Linked DNA regions of Gasterosteus aculeatus: region 2 is linked to region 1. Evidence: chromatin contacts called from public Hi-C data. All regions are on one chromosome and are shown on one strand. Each heading gives the region's core, a stretch centred on a gene start, on an enhancer-like site or on the middle of the called end of the contact. The rest is flanking DNA. Distances are from core to core; before and after follow the strand shown. Region 1 holds the start of ifrd1 (interferon-related developmental regulator 1). Region 2 holds the start of ppp1r3aa (protein phosphatase 1, regulatory subunit 3Aa).

Region 1 (7,316 bases), core at 1,828-4,327:
ACAGGTTCAAAAAAAAAAAAAAGAAAAAAGGGAGAAGACAGCTACAATACATCAGGTACTCACAGCCTGTCTGGCTTGAATGCTGGCTGATCCATCTGCCAGGATGTTTTTGAAGATGGGTTTTAGGGTCTTGAACACCTCTTCGCTCTCGATGCCCGGGCCCAGCTGGATACACAGCAGGCAGGCTAAAGAAGCTGCTGCTCGCTGCTCCTCGCCTTTGCCTGAGGGGGAGAATTTACACCCAGAATTTCAGCACCGTGAGACAAACTCCGATTAGAAAAAGGCGCCTAAAAAAACCCCACAATGCATTAGGAAGTGGGGTGAGGCCGTTGAAGGAACATTTGAATGAGGTTTCCTTGTACCTTTCTTAAGGCAGCGTTCAATGCTGTCCGTGACGGTCATCCTTCTCTCTGAGATGAATTCATACAGGATCCGTGTGGCCATTGCTGTCTTAAGCCCATCCAGTGCCCCTTGTCTGGTCTTAGCACTGAGGAAACGGATATAAACAAATCAATATTGCAATAACACATGGTAAGTGCATGTGCTAAATATCCTCTGGTTTAGCCAATAGGTGGATGAGGACCCTATGAGTTAAACTGATTACAGCAGTTTTAACAACCCAGAAATGAAATACAACAGTTGTGGCTTGATGGAGTGAACTAGAAAGGGCCAAAAAGAACTGTTTGCAGTCTTCGATAACAAGTGGACCTTGACTGTTAAAAAGCAGGCAGTTTATTTTTCACCTCTTATCAACTGTGCTGTCTATGAAGCCCTTCAGCTTGTACTGGAAATCTTCCTGAGCCGTGTCCTCACTGGCCTCTCCACCTGGAAACGCCACAAGATGTAGATGTGGACATTTGCCTGATATGCTTTGCAGTATTGATACGAGCCACTGGTCTCGGGGGGGGAAAAAATGGACGAATTGCAGTTCTATGCCAGAGTTATACAACTTTTAGGAGGTTGTGTTCAAGAAACATCGGCCAGCTTCACTCAATAAGTTGCCCAACGATGTAGGATACAACCAATTGGACACAAACAAACAAACCTTCATCTGCGACACTGGCGGTGTCACTGAAGCTGCTGCAATGACTGAGGGTCTCAATGGAGGCATCCTCATCACTGAAAGGATGCACATGTCCATGTGGCCCCCCTGTAAACAAAAGATGGAAAAGAAAACAATAAGCACAAAAAAAAAAAAATAGAATTTCCCTTATCATTTGAAGTGTGTTTGTAGAGTGCAGCTGGTTTGGCTGAGCACATTATGCAACCAAGGCTGCACACAGGTACTGTAGCACAATAATGAAGTTTTCTAATCTATATTCCTTTCCTTTGCATGCCTTATCTGTCTGCTACCTCCTATGAAAAGGCACCACGTCGCCAGTGTCAAGGGCAACCCACGCTCCTGCTGACTGGGTAAACACAACACTGGGTTCAGCTTGGAGGCTCATGGGTCAACAGAACAGATTTTTTGGGAGAAGCTTTTGACTCTCCGCTACAGTAAACACCTTTGGGGGCAAAACGACCGAATGGAAAAACAGTTGTGGAATCGTCCAAAGAGCAAAGGAAGGAAGTTATTTCAGCTCTTCACCAGTCTGTGCCAAATCAGAGGCGTGATCACTGGTCCAGGAAGGAAATGTTAAAATTCCTGTTCAAATTATTGAACAGGAACACGCAGAAAAACGCAAAGGCACTCAATACGTGCACTGTTGCCAGCCTGTGCTTAATATTTTAAAAGAGTCTGATCCCCAGCTGTGAACCAGTCTGTTCATTTTTCAAAACTAAAAAGCTTTGATTGCATTAGTTGTTAGACACCATGCACAGAAAAACAAGCCTGTGGGAGGTATTGCTTCCACAGTCACAGATTCAGCAGGCGTCCGTCTCTTCTGAATGACCCGAATTAACCTCTGGAAGACATGCTGGTAAAGCGCATCACTGCAAGAACAGCTCTTAAAAGAAGTCCCATCCATGAAAAAAAAAAAGAGCACTGTAGTACCTCCGATCACGATGGAGGCACTAGGAAGGAATCCTGGGCTGTTTCTAAAGGGCCATTTTAGCCCCCTAATGGAGGCTATTTCTGTTGTTCACGTGGACTCTCTACACACCACAGCTGATTTCTGGGAACCGGGCGCTGCCTCTTTACCAATCTGCTCCCCTGAGGCCAAAATGTCCGCCTTGTGTCGCTAAACAGTAATAACAAATTAGGCAAAGGGTTATCTGCCGTCTGTGCTAGTTAAACGTCACAAATTCAGCCAAAGATTAATTGAGGTTAATCTTCAGACGAGACGACCTTACTTAAGCTAACTTAACATAATACATGCCTTGGAGACTTAACGTTACAGGGAGTTATTCGTTTGTCTATGAGGCAACAATCACATCCGAAAAAAAGCAAGTTGTCAAAAGGAGCACGTGTGTTATTTAAAAATGTTCCTTCCAAATAAAGCAGCTAACGTTAGATGGAAGTGGACATTAGCTTGCGCTAGCAGACATTAGCTTGTAGCATATGCCGATAATGAAGGGCTCATGTGAAGTGAGGTTATACCACTTTATTATCATTAAACCAGTGTGTCATTAAATATAAGTAATACAGTCGTATGATGGCACCTTCTTTTTGTAAAAAGCGATGCATTGTCTGACCACGGATAGCTAGCTTTGCATTGTGACGTAAGCGAGCCTCGGATATCTGTAGTCCTGACTATGAACACGTTCACCTCCACTCAACGAAGTGAAAACACGAAGAGAACTACAACTACCTTGAGCCAACACGCAGGGCCAATGCAATGCGGCCGCTCGCTTACTTACCCCGGCCATTCTTCTTCTTGGTTCTCGGCATTTTCATGCAGATAAATGTTAAGTTTGATCAATAATCAGCCAATACACGACCAGCTTTTACTATGTTGTCTCGTAAAATGTAAATATTCCCGTGGCACGGCGGATAGAAAGGAATTAAAGGCGATCTCGGAGATAAACTGCTGGCTGAGACGATACATTTTCCCTCATAAAACAGGGCTGAGTACGAAGAGGGCGGCTCCAAGTATTTATATCGGCTGACATGTCACGAGGAGGTTTCCGGCATCTCTGACCAATCCGGGAATAGAATTGTTGCACGTGATGCGTGTAACAGAAACGTGGACACAATGCGCATTTGGTTATCTTAGTGAAGTGTGGATCTGATTACGGTTTTAGTCGTAGCATGAAGCTGTCTAAATTAGATTTTTTGGGGACATGCACTGGGGATCCGGTTGGTTGGTGACTATAAATTGGCCGTAGGTGTGTGAATGTGACTGTGAATGGTTGTATGTGTGGCGACCAATCCAAGGTGTCCCGAAGTTGGCAGGGATAGACTCCTGCCCACCCACCTGTGTGAAGGATAAGTGGTTGCAGATGGTTGGATGGATGGATGGATCATATATTACAATGTGGTGGTGGTCGGGATGTGCAGCCTCTCGAACTGATGTTACAATAGCTTTTGTGCTATAATTGCAGGCTGTAATCAATGGTAAAAAGTAACAGTAACTTTCTTTTTTGATACATTTCCGAGGCCAACTTCTGAGGCCTACTCCATTACTATGTAAGCTATCTCAGTTACAATACTCAGATACAGTACATTGTTGTTCAGAAAATACAACAAAGTTGTTCAGTTGCTTCAGTAAATATTATATAATAGTAACAAAAAAATAGTATATATAATAATATATATATATATATATATTATAAATAAGTTTGTTTGCAACAGATTATTCTTTTTTCCTGCTAGTCATTGCACTGATGAACACTTAAGTCAACACTAAGGCCGAAATATCCACTGCTGCCGATGATTAGATGATAGATTATCATTTAAGCATTGTAAAGACATCTTTATTAATAATACATAACAGAGCGAATGTCTATTCAATAAGAATTTATTTCTTTGCACTATTTCTATTGCACAACTTACAACTTGTATATTTTATGTTGATCAATGGGGCTTTTTATAATATTCAAGCATACAGCAACATTTTTTAAAGATCTTTTGTATATGAAAGCCAGTCTATTACCTTTATTTGTCAGGCTTTGCTTGGACATAATTACATGTTGGGATCTCTAATACAATCTATGAAATATGCATGGAGTAGATTGCAGCAGGGCTCTCTGCTGCGACTCATAGCCTTGTGTGATACTTTTCCTCTACTATGAAGGTGATTCAATCATCTACTTCTGTAATGCAATCGTCACAGTGATGATTGGGGCCTATGATGCAGTTGGTGCCGTTGTGTGCATCTACAACGGATGCTGTGATTAGAGGACTGACGCAATCATTAGTCTTCTGCTACAGAAATAAATTGCATTATAGACTTTTATATTAGAGTTAATATAAGCTCCTGTGATGACAGTCATTTGAGAAACAATGCACTGTATGTGTTTGTTTGCTTTGCATAATATGTACAGTCTTTTATGTTGCATAAGGTAGACAACACAAGAGGAATACATGAGAAAATAACATCAACTGACATTTCTTTCACTATCAAATATGTACTTAAAGCCCATTTCCTAATAGTATTTTTCTAAATACAAGCATGTTATACAAATCAAATCAGTTAGAAGTACACAGGAGAGGGATATAGTGTCCAGTGCCATCTGAAAACATTTCATGGCTTATGCTCTGAGGTCATTTGCCCGAATGAGATGGATTTGGGATGAGGATGCATTCAATCTATTTCTTTCAGAGCGGAGCAATCGATTGGAACTGTCTAAAAATCTACAGGGTGGGAATGAAGGTAAATGCAACCTTTAACATTTGTTCCTCCGTGCAAGGGTGTTTCATATTGCTTTATTTCAGATGAAAGTGCTGTAAAAGAGGTTTAATCCAGCACTGCTTCAGTGTTGTTGCTTTATTTTTAGAGGTGCAAGGAGTAAGAAAGGAGTAAATAGGATTGCAAGAAAGAATCACCCACCGACCGACCCTCACATATGCACAGGTAAAAAGAAAAACCTTTTATGGGGGAAAAAAGGGAAGAAACCTTGGGGAGAATGATGACACTTGGTTTATGATGACAGTAATGGAATTAATATTTAAAATAGTAATGATAATGATAGCAGCAGTAGTTGTCAGCAGAGCCAGGCAGCAGGCAGGACCAGGGCCCAGACGGAAACAACGGTCCACGCAAACCTGCGGGGCGAGAAAGCACAAAACCTCCGGGGAAGAAGCTGAATCTAGTGACGTGCATTAATGAGATGCGAATCATTAAGAGAGAGAGAGACAGAGACTAATTGAAGAAGATACACAGTAGTTGTTCATTTTCCATCATTAGTGTGTCACGGAAAGTAAGACCAGAAACTGCCATTGATGATAATCACTGGTGCATTCCGTAATCCAGCCAAATGGGTAGTTGGAACATTTCAAAGTGGAAGAATGTGGTATCAGCAACTCATACTCTTCCTGGACAAAAAAAAGAAAGAAAAAAACAATGTCCAATGTCTGCGCTCCATGGAGTACCCTGGTCAGGATTTGAGTCTTTTTGGCACTGTTTTGGAATCCCTAGTTATTAAGTTGTTTGTCAGAGAGTGTTTTTAAGTGTCCCCATTATTCTCTCTATCACTATAGGTTCTGTTTTTAGTTTCATCTCTCTGCAGAGAGCTCAGAGTTCAAATATGGGATGGCACCTGTGGCACAGTTTCCACTAAATCGTCCTGCTGCCTAATGTCCAAGTAAATGTTTATCAAACTGGGCCAAACAGAGAGCCGAGATTTAATCATTCCGGTTAATTATCTTTTCTGGCTTTTGTTATTGCCGTCTCTCTGCATTTTGCTTGACAGAACAGAAATAATTCATTCTTTTTTTGCACAAGTGGAAAATCTCACAGATGTAGCCTCCATGCTGCCATTCCCACGGCCCAACTGTCAACACTGTTCTTGCCAGCCCAGACCCGACAAACAAAAATTAAGTATATTGGCTTGCAGAATTCCAAGCTGAATTTCCATTTTTTACTATTCGCAGCTGAACTAGACCCAGAGATTGACTAGTTGATTTAATAATTCGTGTTGGACTAAGACTCCTATTGAGTACTTGTCAGTTTAGATCATATTTTCTTTGGAGAAGCAACTGCCTTGATGCACAAGAACCAATAAAACGTGGGTGGGTGGACTAAAAAAAAACATTCAGCAATCTTTTCAATCTTTATTGAACCACATAGTCCTGCCAAAATAAGATTTATTTGCACATCTTGCCAAGATAACATCAGACAAACAAGAAAGTTCCACACAAACAACATACCATGTGCAAAAGAATTGATACTAAATGAATGACTTAATCAGGTCCGAAGGCAGTGGCCTTGACACAGGATGTATCAAAGCAATACACAGAAACATCCACACAATCCTTCTTTAAGAAGGCTTTGCTCAACCATGCATTTTGAGTAAATTAAAGGAATAAATGTTTGTGTCATTGCTGAGAAACATCCTCCTTTGCAGACTAACTGTCTGTGACTTTAAATGCATTGATAATATAGCCATACAATAGAGAGTAAGTACACAATGACTTTGTTTTGCACTTCCCTTTGTGCATGGAGTGATGTTCTGTCTTAAATATTTAAGGTTACTAACACTTTGTTTCCTCCAGATGGCCAACCGTACGACTGTACACGATTCTAGTAGAGGCTGTATGTAGCCCTCAGGACACAATGCATGGCCTGCTGCTCTGTGAGCTTGAATCATGCATTATGTGAAGCTGGGCTCCGTTAGGTGGACACAACAACAAATATATAATATAAAAACATATTTAGCCTATATGGTAGAATATGTGATGAATAATAAGAGAGATTCCTCAATTTGTGGCCCCCACATTTAATTTGTTAACTTTTGGGTTTGAGCAATATAGTAAAATCAGATGCTGTGATTTAGTCAGTGATAAGAAAAAAAAAGCTGAAAAGATTTTAATGAAGTCAGACACTGAAAGTAATAGTTGACTTGTTGTATTAAGGAGCATCTGTGGCTCGTGGCTGTCTTTGGCACTAGGGGGAGCCGTTCTGTTGGAAATTCAAAGGGCACACTGCTCTCACTGCAATACAGCAGGTGAAATTCCAAGAGATGCTTTTTCGATCCATAATTTATTGAGTCAGTGAACTGTGCAGCGTCTTGCTTTAAACGTTTAATGGGTTTCAAGCGTGCAATGTAAATATCAAATGACCCAACCGGTTGGAACGTCTTTTAAAAAAATGATACCTCCAAATTCCAAATTTTTACTGAGTAATGACAAAAAAAACACGTTACAGTGAGTGGGAACAAGTTTAGGCAAGTGCAAGCAATGTGCAGAGGAAAGAGAGATACATCACCTGCCAGCT
Region 2 (7,316 bases), core at 1,329-3,828, 130 kb before region 1:
TAATCCCCCCAAAAAAATTTATAAAAAAGTTTGTTTACCCGTTTTTCCAACGTTTTCAGAAGTGTTTTCTCCCGCGGGCCGGTCGCTCTGGGTCGGGGAGCCTCCGCGCGGTGGCCGTTCGTTGCTGTCGGGTAGCGAACCGGCGACCTTCCGGTAACGGGACGGTTCCCACCGACCCACAGACAGGCTGCGTGCGCCCGGCACCGCATCCGGGAATTTAAGTGGTTCATAAGAAGCTTTGCACCGAGTGGTTTTGTTGCAACAACATCCAATTGCGTGAACAGCATAAAGAGACAATACAGAGCATTGATGTAACGTAAGAATTGAACTACTTTTTATTTAAAGCGACCAAACTGGGATTATTTCACTCTCTAGGCATTACAAAACTGTAAATACCTAAATTAATAAAACTGGTCAATCAACTCAAAAGAATGAATCAATATCAATAACATCGATGCAAAATTAAGAATTTTGATTGTGTAAAGCCGGAAACTGAACAGACTTTATCTTCACCATCCTTCAATGCACGATTGAAACCTCAGCATCACGTCTGTCATTTTTGTTCACAGGTTTTAAATTAGCCTTTATTTTCTAATGAATTTGACAGTATTCGGTTTGCAGTGAAACATGAATACATTATTGACGCGTGTATGCATTCAGTAAAATGATGGGGGATCAATAACGGTGATATCTTATTAAATATAACGATCGTCATACACAATTGCGATTTATAATGTAAAACACGTATACATACATTTCAACTAACCCCTATAGATGTCCAATAAAATCACGGCTAAATCAAGACATTATTATAAAGATGGAGATGCACTTTTTTCCTTATCCGCTCCACTGTCATACCTTCACAAAGTAATTCAGCCTATTTATTCATGTATTAGTAGATCATACATTTAACAGCGGTTAAAGGGCATTGCTGTCTTCTTTCTTCTTTTTTTAAACCGCTGAGACGTTCACGGTCAAGAAATGATTGTCCAGAATATTATCAACTGAAAGAAAGAAAGGTGGAAGGGGGGGGGGGACACGTTTTAAACATGTTACAAACGCCCGTCTTATTCTCTCTATTATCAATATTCAAAATTATATTTCATGTTGATTATAACGACTTTTATACTGATTTATTGTGGTAAATATAATTGGTCCACATTTATTTTTCTTTCGTCTGAATGTGTTTTCGCCCCGATAGTTATATTGACTAAAATCATAAAATAGTTGTCCTCATTAGTGATTGTTATTGATATAAATATGCCGTTACTATCCATGAAATCCATAATGTCCAAAGACTGGCCTGGCTTAAAAAAAGAAAATGAAGAGTAAATGATGATTCATGTGTTGTTCGAGTAAAAAAACGGGGTAGCCGTATAGTGTTTCTAGCATGCAATCATTTGATTTATTGTTTTTTCGTGTTTTGTTTGTGTCATATATCGTAATGCTAATTGAAAAATCCTCAAATAACAAGTAGGAGGAAACAGCTTCTAGGAAGTGGTGAGGATGCGAAGGGGAAACAAACTTGGCGTAAATGTGGTGGTTTGCTGCCACCTAGTGGTCACTTCTGATTGTTATTAAAAGTGTCCGAGGAAAACAAACGAAGGGATGGAAAGTACAAATTTAATCAATCTGGTATTTGCCATATTAGATTTCTTTTGTAATCTGATCACACAGTGCCATTTACTGATCTACATTAGACATGAAACTTATCTTTTGTTAATAAATTCAAAGGGCTGACAAAATAATTGGAGCAAACACATTTGCTTGGATAGTTGAAAAGAGGAATTGATCCAGCTTTTGATTACTGTGTTACTGTCTTCACAGCAGGTTATTCCCTCATTTGTCAGCTTCCTTTCTAGTTGTGAACCCTTGAATTGAATTTTTTTTTAAATCTAGTGTTGTCTGATTGGTAGCAGCTAAGTACTTTTTAAATGAATGAATGTAACAGTATTACGAATGTATACCTAAATATGTTCGCAGTTATTTAGAGAGTTGTATAGCTATAGCATTTATAACACTAGTTTGTATACATCTGCCTTTACCAAAGTTGCAAATGAGAATTCTTTTATACTATTTAAAGACAAAAGGTGCAATTAAAACTAACAATAGAACCCTTGTCTTTAAGAAAACATGGAACAAAGGGTCCTTTGAGGAGAAAGAGTGGCTCACCTACCTGGAAAGGATCGTATAACGAGCCCTAAAGTCTATTTACAAGATATACTGGATATGCGGGTATCCAGTATATCTACACACACACAAATTCTACTCGCTACAAAGAACAGGACAATCCCCAGTCTTCTCTTGCAGGATGCAATAGACCTGAACAATGAAGGCTGCAATGATACACAATGATACAAGAGGATCAGCAGGTATTCAATCACAGAATCAGCAGCAATAATTATCTGAGACATCATCGATGATAACACAACATTTTATTCTTCTTTTCTGTCTACAGGTGGAGGTCAGAGGTCAGATTTAGCTCATTTGGGTGCAGGTCAACTTACTGTAGGATCCAGGTGTATAAAATCATAGAAATCCCCTGAAACAGTGTTACTCATACCTGTCTGTGTACAATCATTAACTGAATAGTTTCTTATATAAAGGTAGCACATTGTTACAGATATTTGCTGTGTGTAACTGATTATAGCCTATGTGAACAATCACACCACCCTGATTGTGTCAGTATTTTGAGCTAAATGCTAATGTGCCTTTCTGATTTTCACCTAGTTTAATATCTTAGCATGCCAATCATTCTTCATGATACAAAATTCTGAACAAATGGACATTTTGACCTGATGATGGCGCTAGAGGTCACAACAATTCATTTAGGAATCAATATCAGTGCAAAGTTAGAATAACTATAATATGAATGTGATCAATGGTGACATGTTTTAGTCTGGAGAACCAACTGTCTGTCTAGTTTCCTATTATGCAAATCCTGCCAGGAGCAACACCACCTTCTGGTATAAAGATGTCCAGCTACGTGTTTACATGCACATATTACAGTAAATCTCACAGTGATAAAATGATTTACGACCCGGAGACCTTGTATACCATTGTACTCATACTAAAACTTCCATTTCAGCCTTATCTTTATCGTGTTCTTAATTAACCCACACTGTTGAAAAACAAATCGTTATTTTGGGGCACAGAATATTTTCACAAAATACAGACACCCCGCTCATGTGTTTCAAACATGTTCTTGAAAGTGCTTTATAAAAGCTGCGTTTCCCTTTATTTATTTGAGTAACTACCAAACACGTCGTACGATGATAACTGAGAGGATAACTGGCCTGCCACGGTCGAGTTAGATGTGTCCTATTAATAGGCCTGGCTCACGCTCCAAATGTCCAGCTGTAACCAAACTCCACCCGTCAAGTCACGTCCTCTCCTTGCTCCCCCTCCTGCAGTGCCACTGCTGCCAGGTCAGGGGCACTCTGGTCTGTGCCTCCCTCCGAGCCAGACGGACGGCAGTACGGGCAGACCCCCCCCCCACCCCACCTCGCACATTATGGATGTTCTGCACATCCCACCCTTGGAAGAGGAAGGGGAGGCTATGGAGGTGGAAAGCCAAGGAAATGGGGAGCAGGAAGAGGGAGGAAAGGAAGCTTCGTCCCCGATGGGTTCCGCCACAGACGAGGAAACGGACGAGGACTCCGAACCGGAGCCCCCACCGGTCATTCGGAGGAAGGTGTCCTTCGCAGATGCGTTCGGCCTAAACCTGGTATCGGTCAAGGAGTTCGACAATCCCGAAGTGGCGGAGTCAGAAGTCAACCGGCACACCAAAAACGAGGCCACCCATCACCCGGAGGAGTTCTACGTGTCCTGTCTCTTCACGGTCCCCTCGTCCCCAGAGGAGCTAGAACAGAGGCTGCGAGAGCAGATGGTTGAGCTCGAAAGCATCGAGCTCCTGCCGGGAACCACCACGCTCCGCGGCACCGTCAGGGTGGTCAACCTCTGCTACACCAAATCCGTTTATGCCCGGATGTCCCTGGACCGCTGGACAAGCTTCTTTGACCTGTCAGCGGAGTACGTGCCTGGATCTAGTGATTGGAAAACCGACAGGTTTACCTTCCAGCACACTCTGGTGCCTCCTTTTGAAAGGGAGGGGACCAGAGTGGAGATATGTCTGCGCTATGAGACTTCAGTGGGCACCTTTTGGGCTAATTGCAAGGAGATGAACTATGTGCTGTTCTGCCACCAGAAGGGACACGTGAAGGAGCATGAGGTTCAGGTCCAGGAGGAGAGCATCGGCTGCAACAGCAAGAGGAGCTGTCTCAAAGCCAACAGGTGAGGGAAGCCAACTCGATCTTAAACACATCATGCCTGTGACAAAAGACGGCGCGATGTAGACGCGGTTTAAATGAATAGGGCTTTATTGGGATCCATCAATGCGCCCTTCGTGTAGAAGTTATTATCGTGTCCAAAAAGGGTCCCAACTTGCTCATTTGCCATGATAGGAAATTTGGCACAGTGCGAGTGTTTGAACTGTGCTGCTCACTTGGAGGAAGTTACAGTAAGCCCTTATGTAAGTCCTCTGTAATGGGTGTTCACACTGGAGAACACATACTGCCCATTTAAGGTGACCTCTTTGTCCAGGTTTCCATGACGTCTTTGTCTTTCTTGACTCCATTTCACAACATGCTTTTGTTTCTGCTTTCAGAAACGTCGTTCCTTATTATGTATCTATGCTTATTCTGGCTGACTTGCCTAAATTTAGAAGGTCTGGAAATGTGACGATACAGCAGACAAACTCATGATACACTGTTCATATTTAAATTGTCTCATATTCAAAAGCTGCTGGTACAAAGAGATGCTCTGTGCGAGGAAATAGGGATCACAGCTATTTAGAGTGTATAGTTTAGATCTTTTACTATGTTTCATAGGATCGTATAATGTGTAGTACAAATAGATGAATGAGGGGTTTTGAGGATCTCATTTTTGTTTTACTTTAGTTTAGTTATTCAAATGCAATCATGAATAAAATATATACACGTTTTATTCCAGTCCCTGGTTGAACAGGTACAACAGAATGTAAAAAGAATGGTATTTAATAGTTGTAAAATAATACCTGTTGGCTTCTGTGATGCTATGCTTCATTCTCAATCATAGGAGGGGATGTGCAGAGGAAAAGACCAGGAAGAGCAGTATCAGATCAACAGCTGTTGCAGGTGTGTATACTTAAAGGGGAACAACGGCCTCTTAAAAAATCCGCCCAGCATATTATGTTTTATGGCTTAACTGGTTAGATAGTAAAAAAAATAAGGCGACCTATAAAAACTACGTCAATAGATTTTTGTCGTCTAATTAAGGCACGGAGGGGAATAGTGTGAGGCGCTGTTCCTCACTGTAACTACTATGTGTGTGCATGCATGCACGTACAGGAATTGAGTGAGTGTGCATGTGTGCAAACACATTTTGACCCTTGCCCTTTTTCATTTGCAGACGGCACACTTACAGCAGAGGAGGCTAACGGGCAGAGCAGCTCGGATGTACAGTCGTTACTTTACTGGGAAGAGCACACACCTTTGGTGAGGTTCATTTATCATCTTCTCTCCAAGCCTGTGTAAAAAATGAAACGCCGACATCACCCGGAAGTAAACACTGTTTTCAGCAACACGACTCACAATCCGTGCCAGTCAGCGTGTCTCCCGCTGCAGATATAAACTGCAAATAGAAAAGAGGGGAAAGTGTGTGTGTTGTTCCTGCACCGATACAATAGCCGAGGCACAGTGCAGGGCCCCCAAAAGGATATGAAAGGTCAGCTAACCTGACACTTGAGAGCATGTCTGAACTATTAATAATTAATGCAACCTGCTAGTAAAGGTGCACTAAAGGTGATGATCTAAACAAAAATAGACTTCTGTGCTGAGGTTACAGCAGCGTTGCAATACATTGCACCATCACAGTACTGAATGGGCCATTGGCCATTAACCCTTTGCTTGACCTTTGGTCTTTTTGACAGGTGGAAAGCATAAAAAGCAGAAACAGAGCAGAGCGAATGGCACGTGTGCAGGGCTACCTCTCCCAAAGGGGGCAGCATGTAGCAAAGGCTCATTCCCACGACTCAGCCAATGGCCAGAAGGTTTCTCAGCCTTTGTCAACTCTGTGGGGCCACTCCTCAGGCTTCTTTCACAAACAGCAAAGGAAACACCCTGCAGAGAGTCCACAGGTGCTCACCTACCACCAGATTCCTCTGCTCACTCTGGACTGGAACAGTGACAAAGCCCGTAAGTTGGGGGCTGCTGACAGGGATGACATCCGGACTGGAGGAGCTAAAATGAACTCGGCAAAAGCGCCGCCGGAAAAAATGGCGGACACACATCCCGTCAGTGACGCGACGGGGATCTTTCGCAACGGTGCAGATGATACCTTCGATAAAAAAAGCTCTGTGTGCAATGTATGGCAGGCGTTTGTTAACGGGCTGAGCTGTGCGGACCAGTCGGGTGTTCCAGAGTCGGAATGGCTGCAGACCGCAGCGTTAGTGTCTCCCTCAAATGAAAAAGGGCCCAATGCCCGATGTGCAGCGAGCAGTCACGAGCATGAATGTCCGGTGGGCACAGATGCGCCCGCCACCTCGCACGCACACACCTCAGATTCATGTCAGCCGCTGTCAGATACTCGCCAAATAGCAACGGCCGATGCCGGCGTGAACAGCGAAGACCACCGTCCGGCGGAGGCTTGTGTCGGCACCCCGAGGGATGACACACAAGATGCATCCCAAAGGTCACAGACAAGCAGCGTAACAGACACTCCCCGGGAATTCTGCGTCCAGGCGGCGACGCCTGTGTCCGAGGGCCGCGCTGACAGTTCAGCTGAGTGTCACGAGCGTGCGATGAGGGAGCGAGAAAGAGAAGCAAGGGCAGAAGGAATAGGAAGAGATGGGCCCTCGGCACCGCGCGCGGCTGACTTTGTAACAAGCTCGGGGGAGTCGGGGGCAACAGACATGACGGCAACGCCAGAGTCTGAGAATGCCACCGCGGCCGATAAGATCTGGCGGGGAGCGCGGCCGGATGAGGGTTTTTCTCCGTGCAGGGACGGGGAGGTTAGAGGTGCCGCGCACAATGCGATGGATGACACCCTGGCATTTAGGGGGACAATCCGAAGGGGGACAGGGGACGGGGAGAGGTTTGTCTTTTCTGCATCCAGACAAGGAATGGAGGAGAGGAGTGTGGAAAACAGAGGAGCTGCAGATGAGGAGATATTTAGGCCACGGAAGACAGCGGAGTGCAAAAGCTCCCAGAGGTGTGCAGAGGAAAAGCAACAAGAGGAATTCAGGCTGAATCAAAACAGGGAAGATCCGTTACAGGCAA

The links. A called contact is a pair of places that touch in the nucleus more often than the background predicts.
Region 2: a contact with region 1 is called in a Hi-C map of skeletal muscle, with 2.7 times the contacts expected there. The contact joins the promoter of ppp1r3aa here to the promoter of ifrd1 in region 1. A contact is called at or near these places in 3 of 6 Hi-C or Micro-C datasets (liver, skeletal muscle and whole body).

The regions. Positions count from the first base shown.
Region 1 is chr4:28,291,122-28,298,437 of fGasAcu3.hap1.1, reverse strand. It overlaps ifrd1 (interferon-related developmental regulator 1), which reads right to left and starts at 3,077. Exons shown (of 12, transcript XM_040174694.2): 1 at 2,800-3,077; 2 at 1,046-1,150; 3 at 744-825; 4 at 363-487; 5 at 64-221. The coding sequence starts at 2,836.
Region 2 is chr4:28,419,481-28,426,796 of fGasAcu3.hap1.1, reverse strand. It overlaps ppp1r3aa (protein phosphatase 1, regulatory subunit 3Aa), which reads left to right and starts at 2,578. Exons shown (of 4, transcript XM_040173977.2): 1 at 2,578-4,293; 2 at 5,116-5,174; 3 at 5,449-5,534; 4 at 5,969-7,316. The coding sequence starts at 3,350.